2 separate regions of the Vulpes vulpes genome follow, and region 1 is linked to region 2. A link is a contact called in public Hi-C data. All regions are on one chromosome and are shown on one strand. Each heading gives the region's core, a stretch centred on a gene start, on an enhancer-like site or on the middle of the called end of the contact. The rest is flanking DNA. Distances are from core to core; before and after follow the strand shown. Region 1 holds the start of DHODH (dihydroorotate dehydrogenase (quinone)). Region 2 holds the start of AP1G1 (adaptor related protein complex 1 subunit gamma 1).

Evidence for each region. A called contact is a pair of places that touch in the nucleus more often than the background predicts.
Region 1: a Hi-C map of skeletal muscle shows a contact between it and region 2, with 3 times the contacts expected there. The contact joins the promoter of DHODH here to the promoter of AP1G1 in region 2. A contact is called at or near these places in 2 of 3 Hi-C or Micro-C datasets (both in skeletal muscle).

Annotation. Positions count from the first base shown.
Region 1 is chr12:179,171,003-179,173,702 of VulVul3, reverse strand. It overlaps DHODH (dihydroorotate dehydrogenase (quinone)), which reads right to left and starts at 1,385. Exons shown (of 8, transcript XM_072731595.1): 1 at 1,324-1,385. The coding sequence starts at 1,344. PKD1L3 (polycystin 1 like 3, transient receptor potential channel interacting) reads left to right here and starts at 1,501. Exons shown (of 33, transcript XM_072731588.1): 1 at 1,501-2,700.
Region 2 is chr12:179,008,170-179,010,869 of VulVul3, reverse strand. AP1G1 (adaptor related protein complex 1 subunit gamma 1) reads left to right here and starts at 1,266. Exons shown (of 23, transcript XM_026011631.2): 1 at 1,266-1,772.

The sequences.
Region 1 (2,700 bases), core at 136-2,635, 160 kb before region 2:
CTGACTTTTTAAAATTATACATAGACATTACATTATACATAAATTCCACTTCAGGATAATAAATGTAGTTGCAAAAAAAATATTTTTTTAAAGCATCAGATCTTATTGAGTCAACAATCACTATCCTAGTTCAAAACATGCTTTGTAACGTGTTTCTCTAGTTATCACTGCAGATGATGGGTCACTCACTCATTCAGTCAATCATCTGCCCAACATTAAGGAGCACTCAAGAGTCCCTGCCCTCAAGGAGGACAGTCTCAGGAGACATCCTTAATCAATGGTCATGCAAATAGGGGCACCTGGGTGGCTCAGTGGTTGAGTGCCTGCCTTTGGCTCAGGTTGTGATCCCAGGGTTCTGGGATCGAGTCCTGCACCAAGCTCCTTGCAGGGAGCCTGCCTCTCTCTGTGTCTCTCATGAATAAATAAATAAATGTTTTTTAAGAAAATGATCACGCAAATATAGAACTGTGAAGATTGCTATGGAGAAAAAAGGTATAGGGTAATAAGAGAATCCAACCCAATCTCAGAGGTAGACAGGAAGGCTCCCTTGAGGAAGTGACTCAAAGCTGACATCCAAAGGATAAATAGGAGCTAACTAGGAGGCAGGGGGTGGGGGGAGTAGGAAAAGTATAAAGGCGCTCTCGGTGGCAGAGGATAATGAGATGCACCCAAGGAAGAGGGAAAGGGGGGAGGCTCCTTGGATGCCAAGGAATGAGGGAAAGCACCGCACGAGAGCTAGGGGGACAGGGAGGGGCATGGGCCAGAATGAAGATTTGCGTTTCGCTCCCTGCACAAGTCATTGCGGTGATCCGATGTGCCCTGGAGGATCACCCCAGCTGTTAATAAAGAGCAAGGATCTGCCGCCTTCCTTCCAGTCTCCCGCAGATTACAGGAGCGCCCCTTGGTGTCCCCCGACAAGCCCGTGAACGCGACCACACAAGTCCCCGCCCCACAATCTCATCGAGAAGGGCTGGGGCCGCGTCTCGGTGTAACTTCGTTGCTCGTGGGTCCTGCACGTCAGGTCGGGCCGTCCTGTGCTCCCTAGACGCTCGTGTGCCACGTGCCACAAAAACCTGGGCCCCGCGCGTTGGCAGACCCGCATCTGCTCAGACTGAGCGGGCCGTTAGCACGCGGGCCAAGCACACGCGCACAAGCACACGCACGCAACCCGCGCTGCCTCCAGCGACACAGACGCGCCGGGGGGCCCACGCTGGGAGCCGAATCCCGCCCACAGCTCGCCGCGGCCAGCCCGCGAGGCTCCTCTCCGCCCGCCGCCGGCCCGCGCTCCGCACAGCCTGCGCACAGCCCGCTCTCTGAACTCACTTTCAGCTGTCTCCACGCCATGCTCCTTCCGCCCCTGGACCCGCCTCTGCCTCATTTCCATTGGAGGAGATGGCCGCGAGCTATCCAATCACCGCCTGCGGCTGCCGCCTCACCAATCGCCGGGCAGGAGGGCGGGGCGGGCCCCTCCGCGGCGGAAACCGCCGGCTCGCGCCGTCAGGGCGGCCACGCCCCTTCCGGCCCGGGCTGCCCGCGCGGGCGCTTTGCGGTGCGGCGCTGCGGGGCAGGTGCCTTCGCGTCCGCGACCCTTCGCTTCCGAGCAGCGCTCCCATTAATATCTGGATCATTAGATATGCCGGTGCTCTCGGTAAAGCAGGTACCGGGAGTATGTGTCAGACACTGTAAAAGGGTTGGAATAAGATAACCCGAATCGAGCCCAGAGAAGATTCCATCAGCATCAGGTTTTACCTTAAAAAGTGCCTAAAACGGACGTATGTAGGTAGGTATGTGTGTTAATGAAGGTGTCGGGACATCAAGACTTTGTAGCCGAGTCCTGCAACCCAAAGGATTCCATTGCAGGGAAGACTTGGTGGACTCCTATTGAGAAAACTTCCAAGTTAATTGGATACTCGTTTTCCTGGCATTTCACGAGGTTTCAGTTTTCTGGTTTGTTCCGACTTCTGTCTCCCCAACCCCCGCAGAATTATTTCTCTTTATACACGCTTCCCGTTCGTATGCATTTACTCAGGCTGACTCCGGCCTGCACGACCGTTTTTGTCTCCATATGGCCCAAGTGCTGGTAATAATTTCTCCCTCATCTGAACCTTCATAGATATATGCCGTACCTGACCAGTTTGTTTTGTTTTTAAGATTATATTTAGTTGTGAGAGACAGGCAGAGCCGTAGGCCGAGGGAGGAGCAGGCTCCCTGCAGGGGGCCCGACGCGGGACTCGAACCCAGGACCCCGGGGTCACGACCTGAGCCCGTGGCAGACGCCCAACCGCTGAGCCCCCCAGGCGCCCCGCGCCGAGGGGCACTGTCTTTATGAACTACAATTGTTTGGTCTTTTTTTATCCGCCCCCCTAACTCAACTGTAAACGTTTTGCAAATAGGGGCCATACTATATCTTTAGTTTGATTCCTGCAGTGTTTCTCAAACTGGAAGAGTGTATTCTTGGATATACACCTGAGAATTTTTGATACTGGTGTCCTCTTTCTGTAGTGATTTTTTAAAGTAATATAAGCATCATTTGGACAAACAACTCTGAAACCTACCAAGCTATTTCAGAGCCCACGTTTATTTTGTACCTATTATCATATTTTGGCATCAAGAAAGAAAACCATCTAAAACAAATGATGGGCGTGCTGCTGGTGAAGAACAAACGACATACTACGGGAACAAAGGGTTTTCAGCAATTCA
Region 2 (2,700 bases), core at 17-2,516:
AGGACTCAATCCCAGGACCCCAGGATCACCATCTGAGCCAATGGCAGATGCTCAACCACTGAACCTCCCAGGCGCCCCATCATGTTCTAGTTCTATGCTACTGCTTAGTAGTTGCGTGAACCAAGGCTGCATTGGACAGTAGTGCACTGCAGGGTAGGAGGCAACTGAATTCCATAAGCATTCTGTTCCTCAGATCATTTCCATTTGGGCTGATTCCCCCGAGTGTGAGTGTGAGGGTGGGTGGGTAGGTGTGTACCCTTTTCTAATTCAGGAGGTGGCCCTGAACAGCAGAATCCCAATGTGGGAGGGGAGGAGGGTCTTGCAGTAAGCAATAGTTTGTGACTCTCAGTCTCCTTACTTGTGAAACTAAGTTAGTTATGCTTGTTTAGTCTGATTCAGGAGATTGGTGGGAGGGTCAAATTAGATTACAGAAGGAAGATGCTTCTATAAAAAATATGATATATTTGATAATAAAAAGTGATAATTACTACCATCACGCCCCCAGGCCTTTGTGTCCAGTCACTTTTTAAATCCTAGTAGTTAAGGAGTAAAACTGTACAGGCGGACCTCCTCAGTTCAATTTCTGGAAAATGTTTTGAAATCTCTGCATGAAAGGGCTTGTCGAAGGAAGACAGTGCAACCTCCTGTCTCTGACAGGTCCTAAACTCCAGATTTATGGTTATTTGGGTTCTTTTTGGCATCTAGCCAGGTGCTGTGCTTTATTCACTTTCAGGACAACTTTACTGCCAATCTACCTGAAGGATTTTAGCTTAGGTAAGTCACCTTTCCCTTAAATGGGCTAAGATAATCATGACCCTCTTTAGCAAGTTCACGTGGAAAATAGTTGTGTCAGGTGTTAGTAATTATTTATCAAGCCAGGGACTGTCTGGGTAGACTCTCTTTGGCTCAGGTCCTTAGCTGATGGAGACAGTGAGGAAAGCCCAATCTGGATCACTAGTCCAAGTCCTTTGTGTTTACGTACGTGGAAGCTGAAGCCCTGAGAGATTCAATGACTTGTCCAATGCAGGAGGTTGAGGGCTGGTACTGGGTCTGGAATCCATTCTTCTGTATCATCCTCTTGCTCTTTTTATAAGATACTTTGCAGAGATACCACAAAAGTATAGAACCCAATACCACTTGGGGCGTGTCCCTCAAGTTAGAAAGGTGAGGTCTCAAAACACCGGAGGAAGCAGTTTGGGCTATTTGTGTATTAAGTTCCCGCCCCCCCACCTGCCTGGCCTCGCCCCGCCCACTTCCTCCGCGGTAGTCCCGCCCCCTTTCGGTGGCCCCCGCCGCTTCCTGGTAGCTCAGCCTGCTCCTCCCCCCGCCCGCGGAACCAATGTTCGGAGGCTTTTCAGGGTCAGCCGGATCTTTCTCGCTCAGACTCTTCGCAGCGGTGACTCGGCAGCAGCGTCTCTCGTCATCAGTGACCGCCCCGTACCTTGCTACGCTTTGCGTCGCTCTGCTAGGAGCAGTCACCTCCTCCTTGGCAAATAGTCCTCGGCGGGGTCCGAGTTCTTGGTTAATAGGAGAGGGGAGGTAGAAGAAGTTGCAGCTAGGGAACACGGAATCGACAAGGAGAGGGGGATAGAGACCCAAGTTTCTGCAGTACTGCGCGAAGTTAGTTAGAAACTCCTCGCTTCCTAAGAGGATCCTTCCGCCTGCAGTAGCGGTGGTGAGGCCGAGGGAGCCGCCATTTTGGATGTTCGGTTCCTGCTGCCACTGCTGCCGCCGCCCCCGGAGCTGCTGGTTTCATTCGAGGTTTCGGGCCGGTGAGTGTCACTCGCGGCGCTACGAACATATTGCTTCTTTTGCCCCGCGCCTGCTGGGAGCGCTCGGCCGGAAGCTTCCTGTCAACACCGGAGGTCCGGTCCTCGGCTTCGGGGGGCGAGAAGAGAGGACAGAGGCTGGCCCAGGAGGGGCGCGGAGTCCCAGGGGCTGCTCCGACTTCTTGAGGGCCGACCCGAGGCCTCGGACCCGGAGGCTCCCCGCGCGGCTGCGTTCGGAGTCGTGGCGCTGCCCGGCCGGTGCGGGCCTCCTCTGGACCCATTGACTTTCTCGGGCTTCGATCCTCTCTTGAGGGCTCGTTCAGGGAGCCCGGGGTTAGCGGGGCGGGTCCCACCCCCGCGTGTCGTCTCGGAGCTACGTATCAGCGTTCTCGTGTCTTGCACTCGGGTCAGGTCTTTCGTAGAACTCTCTAAAGGTCTTTCGGAGGCTCCGTTAGTCGCTGTCTGCCCCGCAGTGCCGGCCCCTCGGAACCGGACGTCGGCCTCGCCTCTCCCTAACCTTCCCACCAACTTCTTTCCCGATTTTCGGGGTCCCTCCCCAACTCCCGAACTCACCCGCGAGTCCCACTGCTTAGCCTTCTCGCAAAGCCCTGACCCTGCGGACGTCAGTTCCTACTAATTCCATCTTCTCGACTGTCTGGACGAGTCGGGACGATTGCTTATGTTTCCTTGTTAAGGTTTGATGAAGGCGGTCCGTCGAGCCGTTCGCTCGGAGCACACTTGAGCAGTTTTAAAGCTGATTGAATGGCTTTTGGGGAGGGATAGGGAGAAGGCTGTCAGAGGTTTCTCATTTGTGAATTCTCTTCCTGTGCTGAACAGTTGGCTTTTTTTGGGGGGGGAGGGGGTGTTTATTGACACTTCTGTACTTGTCTTGGTGTGGTGTATGTCCCGGGGCAGGGAAATTGCCTGAGAA